Linked DNA regions of Mus musculus: region 1 is linked to region 2. Evidence: chromatin contacts called from public promoter capture Hi-C data. All regions are on one chromosome and are shown on one strand. Each heading gives the region's core, a stretch centred on a gene start, on an enhancer-like site or on the middle of the called end of the contact. The rest is flanking DNA. Distances are from core to core; before and after follow the strand shown. Region 1 holds the start of Cfap65 (cilia and flagella associated protein 65). Region 2 holds the start of Cdk5r2 (cyclin-dependent kinase 5, regulatory subunit 2 (p39)).

Region 1 (6,523 bases), core at 241-2,740, 81 kb after region 2:
CAATTCAGACCACCCAGATTTCAAGTGCTCAATAGTTAAAGTTGCCTAGTAGCTACTACACTGGACAGCAAAGCTGTAATACTTATTTTTGAACTTATTTCTATATTTCACATTGTTTAGTATTTTTTTTCACTTCTTTAAGTAAGATTGTCCATATCCCAAATAGTATCAATTTGACTAACAATCCAGACAGTATTGTGAGGTTTTCAACAGATATTTTAATCCCTACAGTTGTTTATCGTTACATGTGATTTGCCTTCTTTTCCTTGTTTTTCTTTTGAGACAAGGTTTCTCTGTGTAGCCCTGGCTGTCCTGGAACTAGATCTACAGACTAGGTTAGTCTCAAACTCTGAGATCCACTTGCCTCTGTCTTCCAAGCGCTGGGATTAAAGACATGAACCATCATGATTGGCCATGACTTGCTTTTAATTTAACCTAAAACATCTCCTTCTTCAAGTTGGTGGTTAATTAAGGTCCCCATGTTATAATGTAACAATCTCATGATTACCTTTAGCAGTTTACACATTTCCCAAAGACAATCTCATTCTCTCTCCACCAGCCAGAGAAACCCTCTGTTGGCTCATTTGTTCCTAGAAGGTTCTCTAACACTGGAGGAAACCATTTCAAGTTACTGTCCTCATCCCATGCATTCCCTCACAGAGCATTTACCAAACAGGTCTGATACAGCAGGTACTTGTACAAAACAAGCTTCCTACCTCCAAATGTAAAGTGGGTGTTCAGACAGAACCCAAGAAATGCAAGCTGCGGGTGGGGAGGAGAGCTGTTACTTTTCTGTCCTTGGATAGCTTTAGGTCCTGTCCCTAGTCCCTGATCTCTCAGACATCAGGGGATTCAACAGACAGTCTGCCTTGCCTCTCTGAAAAAGTCCCCACTCAATACACCAATCTATCTCTGAAAGGCTAGAGAAGAGACAAAATAAGGTAGAAAAGTGGTCCAGCCGGGACTTAAGGCAGGAAGCATGGAGCCTTTCCGGGAACAGAGAAGGTCATTTGCAACATTTTGCTGTGAAAAAACGTGCAGTTGTGTGTGTGTGTGTGTGTGTGTGTGTGTGTGTGTGTGTGTGTGTGTGTGTGTGTGTGTTTGGGGGGGGCTTGTTTTAAACCAATTTTCTAGTTTCGGGGGTGGGGGTATTTTATCAGTTTCTTTTATTTGCCTAATTTCTGATCTTAAAATTTTACAAACGACAGGTGAAAAAACCGGGAGTAGGGGTGAGGGTAAGGAGTGGTCAAGTAGAGCTGAGGAAGGAAGCCTTAAAACGAAGGGAACAAAATGTACTTATGGGGCTTCTCAGGGTCTCCTGGCCCCCGCATCTAATTAATCTCGCCCACAACGAAAGGACTTTCTGAAGACCCGCCACGATTTCCTGTAAAAGGGGTTTTTAGTACAGATACCGTTCCTTGTTCCTCTCGCTGGCCTCCAACGTTTAGAACTCATGCAAACGCTGTGCTAACGTCTCCGTAGATACAGGACGCTCGGGACACAGCGTCTTTTGGTATCCCATGGCAACGACGGCAACCCAAAAGAGCCAAGGTTCAGAGAAAGCGAATGAGTCCGTTTCTTTTTGTTTTGTTTTTCTCTTCATTTCATTTCTTTTCCTTTATTTTCTCTCTTTTTTCTTCTTTCCTTTCCTTTTTCTTCTTTTTTCTTTAACTTTCTTTATATATTTTTTTCTTTTTGTGCTAAGAATTAAAGCTTTGATCATCACTAAGCTACACACCCAGTCAATGCCTGCTCAAATTTAATCTCCCTATGTTAAGTATTGAATCCAAGATTTTCCCTGCTGTAGTACCAACTGTGGTCTTTTTCCATTCCAGACAAGGTAAACATGGTTCCCCCAATTTTCATGGTGTCCTGGCAATTACTTTATTTGACCACCTTATTCATAGATTACTGTTGGGCTCAAAAATCATAGATTGCCTGAATGGGAGTCATTCCTAATCTCTTGAAGTAGACTGATCTAGACTCAGAGCCTCATTCCCTATGATCATGATGGTTCATTGAAAACAGCCTCTGGTTATTTCTTACTGCATAGGATTTATAAATGTGCTCCTTCTGCTGCCGAAAGAGAACACCTTTGGCATTTTCTTCCAGATATCTTTTGGTCTGAGACCAAAGAAAATTAACTTGTTTGAAGAGAGACAAAAGTTAATGTATGAAGAAATTCTTTTTTGTCTGTGCACTGGTGTGCACGCTGTGAGAAAGGTATCATTGGATGAAGGCGACGTAGAAAAAGCCAAGAATCTCAAAGTTCATTCTTCGGCAATTAAAGAGTTTTACTGCCTGAACAGTGAACCCATTCCTCCTCAGAATGAAAGGGGTGTGGTGTGGTTATAGAGGGAGAGCTCAGAGAGCTGGAAGCAAACCCAGAAAATAAACGAGCAGTTTGGAGGATTGGGGTTCACTTGTGGGAGGTAGGCGATGGACTGAGGTGACAAAGTGACCTGAGTTGGCTTGAGGGATCACATGAGCGGGGGAGGGCAGGGCTGCTGCAAGGGAGGTCCAGGAGGTCGGTTAAGTCATGCCAGCCCAACTAAGCCTGGAATTCTTTGGGGATTAAGGAACGTGGAACTCAGTGAGTGTCTCGCTGGTTTCTCAGAATCTGAAGGCTGTACTTTGAACGTGATGACGTTGATGCTATTTGGAGCTCCTGTAATGATTTCTCCCTTTTTTTGTTTTTCTTCAAGTTCTTCTTTTTTTTTTTTTAATCAGTCTGACTCAGCTGGACCTTATGGACAAAAAAAGTGGGGGGTATAAATGACAATAAGTGAATGAATGATAATGAATGTAATGGAATAATGAATGATGAAATGATGAATAGAAATGAATAAACAAAATTTTCCTTTTCATACTTATGCCAAAAAAAATTGAGAATACTTATGCAGGATTTGGGGGGGGACCTCAGAGAACCCAATAAGAAAAAACTGATGATAAAGAAGTCAGATTTTTTGAGCCATGTGTTCTTTGGTCTCCTCTCCTGAGGAACCTCTTCCCAGCATCTTTTGATTATATATTGGTGAGTTCTGGGTTAGGACAGTGGAAGGACAGTTTCTTTTGTTATCAGGTGCTGTGGTCTGCGCTTCTCTGGAATTATAACTGGCAGCTCTGAGCAGTAACTTCAGCTGATGTGAGGACTCCTAAGGAGAGGCCCCCACATACTGGACTTTGCTCAGGAAGTTGAGTACCCAGGAAGGCTTGGTTGGGTGCTGGGTGTGAGGAGAGGGAAGCAGACAATGGACTTGCCTTGGAAGTCCCCTTCTCAGTAGCTGAGATAGCTTAGAAGATGCTAGGCATTGGATCTGAGTGGTCATGTCCTCTTTAGGCCCACAGACACAAACGCCATTTGTTTCAAGGCTGTGAATGAAAGTGAATGATTCAGGAAAATTATAAGGACCAAAGTATTGGAAAAAGTAAGGATAGATGAGAGACCTGAGCTCTCTGTCTGAGGCCTGGGGCTGGGGGACAAAGCACACAGTTAGCAATTTGGGCTTTACTGCATACACAATATCCTGTTTCCTTCCTGTATCTTCCTGTATCTTCTCATCAGCTTCCCCTGGAATAGAGAAGATTTCAGACTGGAACCAGACAGGCCTGGGATTAACCTTTGTTAATTTCTGGCTGTAAGGCTTTGAAAAAGTCACGATCTCTCTGACCCTTGATTCCCTTATCTATTTGTTGTGGATAATTTCTTCTCTTTTGTTTATCTGTTGACACAGGTCCTCATTTTATAGACCAGGCTGGCCTCATACTTGAAATCCCCCTGCCCCAGCCTCTAGGGCTATAGGCCTTCAACATGAAGGCTTTATTGATTAATTTCCAAAATGCAGTGTTTCATTGATTAAGCACATGAAAAGGGATGAACGAACACATTCCCCCTCTGATCTCTATACATAAGCCGTGTAGCTTTCTGTGTTCCTTCTACCAGCCTCAGCCTCTCTGCAGTGTACTTGGGAGGGAATATCTTCTTTCCACACCTCCCTCCTCTGTTTCTTCAAGGATGGAGGCTGCTTTTGCTGTGCTGAGGTATGGAAAGCCAAAGACAGTGTACCTAAGTGCCAGGGTTGCTCTGCTGACCAGCCAGCACATCTGTCTATCCCTTGCAGATGAAAGGTCTACCCTTCCAAAACTGAAGGGCATTCGTTACATTTTTCATTGCTATGACAAAACACCTATTAGGAGCAATTTGAACGAAGAAGGATTTGTTTGGGCTTAGCCCAGCATAGTGGAGAAGGCAATGGGAGCTTGTGTCTGGGACGCCTCACATCTTGGCAGATCAGGAAGTAAAAAACAGGGCAGCTGACGTTCTTCAGTCTTCTGGGTTCCTTCTTTCTCTCCTTTTATTCCAGACCATGGAATGATGCCACATTCACAGTAAATCTTCCCTACTCTGCTAATCTCTGTGTCAACACCCTTGTATACAAGCCCAGAGGTATGTCTCTTGAAGGAATCAGTCAAGCTGACAACAGAGATTAACCATTACAGCTGTTGTACGCCAGAAGAACTCAAAGGAAAGGCTTACTCCTTGTCCAGAACCAACTTGTGGGTTTCCACCTTTCCTATGCAAGCCTCCCTCCCAGACAATTTTCTCTCTCCACCTACTCCCTAAACTACCACAGAGTAGAAATCCATGTAGGCCAAGAGTAAGGGAATGGAGAAAAAATTTACATGATATTTCATCTTCCTAGGAAATTCAAGTTCAGGTTCTGGTTCCATCTTTCTCTTTGGTTTTTGTTTGGTTGTTTGTCTGGTGGGTTGGTTGGTGGGTGGGTTGGATGGCTGGTTGGTTTTTTTGTTTTTGTTTTTGATACATGGTTTCTCTGTGTAGCCCTGGCTGTCCTGGAACTTGCTCTGTAGATCAGACTGCCTTTAAACACAGAGAGCTGTCTGGCTCTGCCTCCCAAGTGCATGTGGATTAAAGGCACGTGGCTCCATCTTTCAATAGCTGGAAAATGTGAGACAAATTGTAAAGCCTCTCTTTTTTAATATTTTTTCCAATTTTTTATTAGGTATTTTCTTCATTTACATTTCAAATGCTATCCTGAAAGTCCCCCATACCCTCCCCCCGCTCCCCTCTATTTTTTATTAGATATTTTCTTTATTTACATTTCAAATGCTATCCCAAAAGTTCCCTATACCCCACCCCGCCCTGCTCCCCTACCCACCCACTCCCACTTCTTGGCCCTGGCGTTCCCCTGTACTGGGGCATATAAAGTTTGCAATACCAAGGGACCTCTCTTCCCAATGATGGCCGACTAGGGCATCTTCTGATACATATGCAGCTAAAGACACGAGCTCTGGGGGTACTGGTTAGTTCATATTGTTGTTCCACCTATAGGGTTGCAGACCCCTTCATCTCTTTGGGTAAAGCCTCTCTTTACTCATCTGTAAAATTGAAACGAATGGGAGTTGTATTTAAAACAAAACAAAACAAAACACCTTAGCAAATGGTAAAGTATGGACATTGGATTTCTCAGACCAGACACCAGCTCCTGTGGGCCAAATCAGTGTCCTAGATCCCACATTTTGCCTGGTATTGACTCCTTAGTTCTTTGGTCATGGGATAGAGCCAGAGTATGTAGGGAGAAAACTGAGAAACCAAACTTGACAGTGTGTGGGGCTGTGGGGATGGGTCAGTGGCCAGTAATGCTATACTATACTAGTTTCAACTCAGTGCTGAGAACCAAGTTTTAGCTTACTAGCAACTGTGCACCCAGGTCTTTGTTTCAACATGAAGTCCTTCAAGTCTGAGCTCTGCACTTACTGGTCCTCCTCATTGGCAGAGGGCCCTTCACATTTCACTGTCCTTCCCTTTCTGCCCACGTGGTCTTCTCCTGGCTCTCCAGTTCTATGCTGACTTGAGGCACCAGCACCACGGACAGCTCCAGAAGTCCTGGCCACCACCCCCACCCCCTCCTCTCTCCTTTCTGCTTTCTCGCTTCTTTTCCCTAACCCCAAGTCTCCAGAGTACAAAATGAACCAATAGAGGGTACCCCTGAGAGGACAGGAGAGTGGGGTGTTTAGGAAAGAGCCTGGAGTCATCAAACTAAATATGAATTCAACCCCAGACATTCATTATTATCTACTTCAAACTTCTCCCATTTGGACTCACCATGCTGGTCACCATGCTAGACTGTTCCCTTGAACTGTGCACTTTTACCGTTAAAATATTTTCGGCAGGGTATGTTATCACAGCAACAGGAAAAGAAACTAAGACATCTGGCAACAGAGGAAACTGAACAGCTGTTTCAAAGCTTGTGAATATGAGATACAGGACTTTTAAAAAGAGGACCTGGAGAGGTGGCTTGGTGGGTAAAGAGCACTGGCTGTTCTTCCAAAAGGACTCGAGTTCAATCACGAGAACCTACCTGGTGGTTTATAATTATCTATGCCTTCAGTCCCAGGGGATCTGACACCATCTTTTGGCCTCTATACATGCAGCCCACTCATGCATACACATCCATGCATGTCAAACTTTAAAAATAAGATTTAACAAAAACAAACAACA
Region 2 (6,178 bases), core at 1,953-4,452:
ATGACTTCCCCAAGGTCATATAACTGGCAAGCCCTGGCCTACACCTCCTCACTCCTGTCAGAGAGGGAGAAGGGTGGTTAAAGGGATGAAGTTTGCATTGCATGACTTGGAGACATTCCTAGCTTAACTGCCCAGGGAGGTGAGTGAAGAGCCGTGATTGGTGGGACCTTCACCAGTAAGTTCTGCACTGGACCTTGTATCTCTCAGTCTGGACCTGCTGCCTTAGCCTTGAAGATGGTAGGTTGTTCTAGATAACCTGGGGGAGGGGGTGTCATAGACAGCCAGGGAGTCTGCTCTCAGCACTGTTCCAAAGGCCAATACAGGAAGTGGTCAGCTGAGAAGCATCCAGAAGCCAACATAATTAATGAATCATACGTTACAAATGTGCCAAGAAAGTCATCAACCTTCTATAAAGCCTACCTCCTTCCATGAAGCCTTCCTGGTTCCACTACCTTTATTCCCCTAGACCTCTACCTTGTAGTATATAATGCATTTCTCTCTCCTTACTGCCTCTGGCTTCTCCTTCCAATAAGTTCAGGAAAGTTTCCTGGAGAAGATGGGATTCCAAGAGTTTGATAGAAGGCAAGATGGTACTCTGAGAGTTGTGGCTTTAGAGTTGAGGTTCAGAAACCCAGGGGGATAATCAGAGCAGGAGAGAGGAGTGTGCCCGTAAGCAAGCCAGAAAGAGAGTCTCAGATGAGGTCACTGAAGAGTAAAGAGGAGATCTGAAACAAACAGAGGCACCTGGTCTGGGGACCCTGAAACAGGAAAAAATCCTTGATTCTGACAAACAGGATAACAGAAAACCATGGTACTTGGAGTAGGAGTACCAACATGGTGATACCCGTGAGCATGCAGAGATCGTGTCCTAAATGGTACCAGCAATAGTCCTTACTCAATGAGAGACTCCTGGGAGCAAGGAGGACCCACGTGCCATTCAGATCCACGTGCCAGGTTTCTGCCAGCACAGCTCAGTCTCTGTGGGGCCTGTCCTTAACCACCAGTGAGCCAATGGTTCCTTCTGTGTCAAATAAAGGCTGACTCAGAAAGCCTTGTGGAGTCGGTTATAGGAGCTGTAAAGGGAATTTTCCCATTGTTAAGGAGAGAAGGAGAGGTTGAACAGAACAACTAAGTCCACAAGAGAATAAAGATCAGAGTCAAGGGCACAAGTGAGACCCTGCATTGGACTGCTGGGACTGCTGAGGTGGCTCAGTGGGTAGTCACTTGCAGCCTAGCCTAAGGACCTGAGTTTAGTCTCTGTAATCTCTGTGGCAGGAGGAAAAGAACTGACTCCCCAGACATGCTGTGACAAGCACATGCATCTCTCCTATTATAAATAAACAAGCAAACAAACAACTTTCTAACTATATGTGACCATGGTTGCCACGAAGGGAGAAGATTTGAGGAAGCCAGACCTCAGCTCCCGGGAAGGGGTGTGTGAGCTGTGATTGTGAAACTGCAGAGAAAAGCTGGAGCCTCTGTTGCTGTGAGCTGAAACCCAAGGGGATTCTGGAACAGAATGCGCATAGTGAAACACATACAGAGAGAGGAAAGTGGGCGCACACTGATTCTGACAGCAGTGGACCTTTGGTGCTGTGCTGGGTCTGGCAGAAATGGAGGCAGGCCTGGTGGTGCTTATAATCCCAGGATCTGGGAGGCTGAAGAAGGATGGAAGCCAGCTTGAATGTGACACCACACACACACACACACACACACACACACACACACACACAGAGAGAGAGAGAGAGAGAGAGAGAGAGAGAGAGAGAGAGAGAGACAGGCAGACAGGCAGACAGACAGACAGGCATACAGAGACACAGAGACTGAGATCCAAGAACAATTCTAAGAATTGTTACAGAATGGATAGTTACCTCTCTGCCCACCAAACCAAACCCCCACACCAATGCCTAAGGTTCACTAAGACTCCTGGAAGGGAAGCCACAGACAGCAGACTGGAGGGTCCTACAAGACACACTGAAGTGGCCCAGGACAAGCGGTTCTCACAACCTGCCGATAAGGCTCAAAGTCTGGGATCAAGGCCTATGTGGTCCGTAGCAGGAATGGAGGGGTCCAGAGAAACCGGCAGCTCCCAGTATAATAGCTGGCAGCTGGAGTGGGAACAGCTAGAGTCTGAGCACAAGGAAGCTGTCTACTGGTTAAAATCCATCTCAACTAGGACCCCGGATCTTGACTGGAAGTTGAGCCAACCGATTTCCACACAGTAGACCCCAGACTGGGGCCTTCAACTAAACCAATTTCCAGAGTTCCCTGGAGTCCAACCATCCATCACGCATGCAAGGGTGAGATGAATGTGTTGTTGGGACAACCAATCAAAAATGAGCTGTCCAGGGGTCAGAGTCAGAAGCAGGGAATCAAGTACAGACTCATTAGGTTGTCTTTAGACTTCCCCCTGTTCCTGCTCCGTGAAGCAAAGACACACATCCTTCCCTCTGCCAAGGAGAAAGGGTGCATTTGCTCGGTTGCTCAGAGTCTCACACACTAGCATTCTCTTACAGATCAGGAATGAGCCTGCAGCAGTCTCCTCCACCCCACCCTACCCCCGTCCCCAAGGGGGGGGGGGCGATGAAGAGGATAGCAAGCGGACATCCAGATGGGCGAAGCCGGAAGGTGCAACTGGGGTGTCTCGATGAGGGCAAGCTGCCATATTGCCCACTAAACAAACTCAAAGGTGAGCGAATGATAGGCTGTTCCCATGGCTTCTATACTGCGGCTTGGACCCAGTGTATCACAGTGTATCAAAACATTCAGACCCATGGTCTTGGGATCTGGAGGAAGAGATGGGAAGGACCATTTTCACCTCACTTCAACCCCCTGCTCAGCCAGAAAAAGAGACCTCAGAATCACACACACCCCCTCTCTCCTTTTCCTCCTTTCCCCCCTTTTCCCCCTTTGGGAAAAGGTAAGGGACTGAAGACTCCAGGCGGTGGGTAAGGCGGTACAGTAGATTAGTATGCAACATCCTATTGGTTAGAGGAGCTGCCGATCAAAGAAAACTAGAGTCAGGATTGGCTGCGTGAGGCGGGGCGCGGCGTGGCGAAAGAAGGGGCCCAAGGGGTGGGGCTGACGCTGCAGCTGGCGCAGCTTCGGCTCAGAGCAGCCGCCGCGGCGCAGCAGAGCGGCTCCATCCCCCGCCCGTCCGCGCGCCCGGGCCGGGGCTAGGCCCCCCACCGCCGGGTCCCCCGGGGCTGCAGCAGCAGCGGCGCCGCCCGCGGTTCCCGCTGGGGCCCGGGCGCCGGCCCCGCTCTGCAGGATGGGCACGGTGCTGTCGCTTTCCCCTGCTTCCTCGGCCAAGGGCCGGAGGCCGGGAGGGCTGCCGGAGGAGAAAAAGAAGGCGCCGCCCGCGGGGGACGAGGCGCTGGGGGGCTACGGCGCGCCGCCGGCCGGCAAGGGCGGCAAAGGCGAGAGCCGGCTCAAACGGCCGTCCGTGCTCATCTCGGCGCTCACCTGGAAGCGCCTAGTGGCAGCCTCGGCCAAGAAGAAGAAAGGCAGCAAAAAGGTGACGCCCAAGCCAGCGTCCACCGGTCCCGACCCTCTGGTCCAGCAACGCAACCGCGAGAACCTTCTCCGCAAGGGCCGCGACGGCCCCGACGGTGGCGGAACAGCCAAGCCCCTGGCCGTGCCGGTGCCCACGGTGCCCACGACCGCTGCCACCTGCGAGCCCCCGTCGGGGGGCAGCGCAGCCGCCCCTCCACCAGGCTCAGGCGGGGGAAAGCCGCCGCCGCCGCCACCCCCAGCCCCGCAGGCGGCACCGCCGGCGCCCGGAGGCTCGCCGCGGCGGGTCATCGTGCAGGCGTCTACCGGCGAGCTGCTCCGCTGCCTCGGCGACTTCGTGTGCCGACGCTGCTACCGCCTCAAGGAGCTGAGCCCCGGCGAGCTGGTGGGCTGGTTCCGCGGCGTGGACCGCTCGCTGCTGCTGCAGGGCTGGCAAGACCAGGCCTTCATTACCCCCGCCAACCTGGTGTTCGTGTACCTGCTGTGCCGGGAGTCGCTTCGTGGGGACGAGCTGGCGTCGGCCGCGGAACTGCAGGCCGCCTTCCTCACCTGCCTCTACCTCGCCTACTCCTACATGGGCAACGAGATCTCCTACCCGCTCAAGCCGTTCCTCGTGGAGCCCGACAAGGAGCGCTTCTGGCAGCGCTGCCTGCGCCTCATCCAGCGGCTCAGCCCGCAGATGCTGCGACTCAACGCCGACCCCCACTTCTTCACGCAAGTCTTTCAAGACCTCAAGAACGAGGGCGAGGCCGCGGCGAGCACCGGGGGTCCACCGAGCGGAAGCAGCGCGTCCACCACCTCCTCCTCGAGCGCCAGGGACAGCTGCGCGACCGGAGCCAAGCACTGGACTATGAACTTGGACCGCTAGGGATTCCCAGGGGCCGCGCCCGCCCCCCGCCCCAGCCCCTCACACACACCCGGAAACCCCGGGACCATCAAGCCACCGTCGCTATTACCGCTGCTCTATGCCCAGGCTGGGCCGAGGAGGAGCCGCCCCTGCCCCACAGGGGAAGGTGGAGGCTAGGACGCCAGAGGCCGCGGTGTCTGGATTTACTGGGCGTGGGGTGGGCGTGGGGGATGATCGCGGGAAGTGCACCCCCAACTTCGTTCACCCTTTCCGTCTGTCTGCGCCTCCATCTTTCCATTTCTGCCCTGGTCTCCCTCTTTCCTGCTGTGGGCATCTCAAAGTCCACCACCCTGGGTTTTGTCCAGTCCCTCACCTTTCTGTGTCTTCGTCTTACCTCCTGTCTGCAGCCCCCGCCCCCGCCCCCGCCTGTCCATTGGCATTCCCTGGGCTTTACCCTTTTCTACCTTACCCCGAGCCTGATGGTACCCCACTGCGGTCCCCGCTTCTCCAGCACCTATGTTTCCGTGTACCCTTCTTGTTCCTCTTCCTTCCTCCGGTCATGTCACCTCCATCCCTCCTGTCTGCCTTCCCTCTCTCTGCTTGTGTCGTCCTGCAACCCCCCACCCCCCACCAACCGATCCCCAAGACTCTACACTCCTTTCCCCAGATCCTTAGTTTTTTGGTTTTTGTTTTTTAAATTTGGATAGACTGGACAGGAAACTGCAGTCTCAGTTGTCCAGGCAAAGATCAGGGTGATCCTTTCCTTCACCCCCACGGCCTCTCCCCACCTTTTCCAACGTGTTGCATGCTGGGAGTTGAGGAGGAAAGGGCTGCTGCCTTCATTTAGGAGGCTGAGATTTGAGGGCAAGATCCAACCTGGTAGACTACCCCGCTTGCAGCGGTGGTGTCTTCTCTGTGGATGGATAGAAAGAGAAAGAAAACTCTTCTTATCTGGGGGAGGGGCGTCCTCTTCCTTATCTTTAGATTTCTTGTTATATCCCCTCCTCACACTTTAATTTATTTCGCTGTTTCAGGAGGGTGGGTGGGTGGGGAGGGGGCTGGGCAGGGAATTGTCCGAGGTGCTGAGCTGGGCGGGACCGGAATCGTCCTGGGAAGAGTACCAGGGACTGGGTCGGGCCTGGGGCCTTGTCCAAGGTGCCAATGATGCGGGCCGACGGCGCAGGCCGCACTATCTGTCTGTCCGTCTGTCCTGGAGCGAACTATAAAGCGCTGGAAGCGCCTACAGATGGTTTCGCGCCGGCCTCTTTTTGGGTTCCCGGAGGGTGGAAAGGAATGGGCGTAGGAGTGAAACTGTTAGGGGTAGGGTAGGAGGGAAAGTCAGGTCCCTGAGATCTGTAACCTGCTACCTGCCCACACTGGCTTTCATTTTACAGTAAAGCATCATAAGCCAAGGGTTGAGGCTGAACTTACCTCCCAATTCCGGCCTCCATCTTGTCTGCCCTACCTCCTTATTAATACTCAGGCTACTTAAGGACAAATGATAAAGAGACAGAAGTCTCCCTTTCTGTGAGGTGACCCTTGAGACAGAACTGGCTAGCCATGATGTTTTTATTTCTTTCCGTTCTTCCCACCATATATTGATTGAGTCAGGAGTCTAGTCAGGCCTGACTAAGCCTGTGCTTACCTCTCTCAGTTGGGATATGAGTACCACCCCCACCCCGTGAGGCTGCTTTAGTCACAGGCCCACCCAGAGCAGTCTTTGCAGACCCATTCCTGCTTGGGACTCAGACCTTGACCCTTGACCACCAGAGAAGTGCAATTATTGGCGGAAACAAAAGGGGAAACGAAAGCCTTTTC

What was found. Capture Hi-C pulls out chosen DNA fragments and counts their contacts.
Region 1: a contact with region 2 is called in a promoter capture Hi-C map of adipose tissue. The contact joins the promoter of Cfap65 here to the promoter of Cdk5r2 in region 2. A contact is called at or near these places in 2 of 39 promoter capture datasets (cranial neural crest and trophoblast stem cells), 1 of 484 Hi-C or Micro-C datasets (embryonic stem cells), 3 of 115 datasets of contacts at active chromatin or transcription factors (all in embryonic stem cells) and 2 of 9 other capture datasets (adipose tissue and pancreatic islet).

The regions. Positions count from the first base shown.
Region 1 is chr1:74,934,109-74,940,631 of GRCm38.p6, forward strand. It overlaps Cfap65 (cilia and flagella associated protein 65), which reads right to left and starts at 1,491. Exons shown (of 33, transcript NM_001039495.1): 1 at 1,413-1,491.
Region 2 is chr1:74,851,827-74,858,004 of GRCm38.p6, forward strand. It overlaps Cdk5r2 (cyclin-dependent kinase 5, regulatory subunit 2 (p39)), which reads left to right and starts at 3,203. Exons shown (of 1, transcript NM_009872.3): 1 at 3,203-5,906. The coding sequence starts at 3,272. The coding sequence ends at 4,381. Gm16582 (predicted gene 16582) reads left to right here. Exons shown (of 4, transcript NR_151618.1): 2 at 2,517-2,689.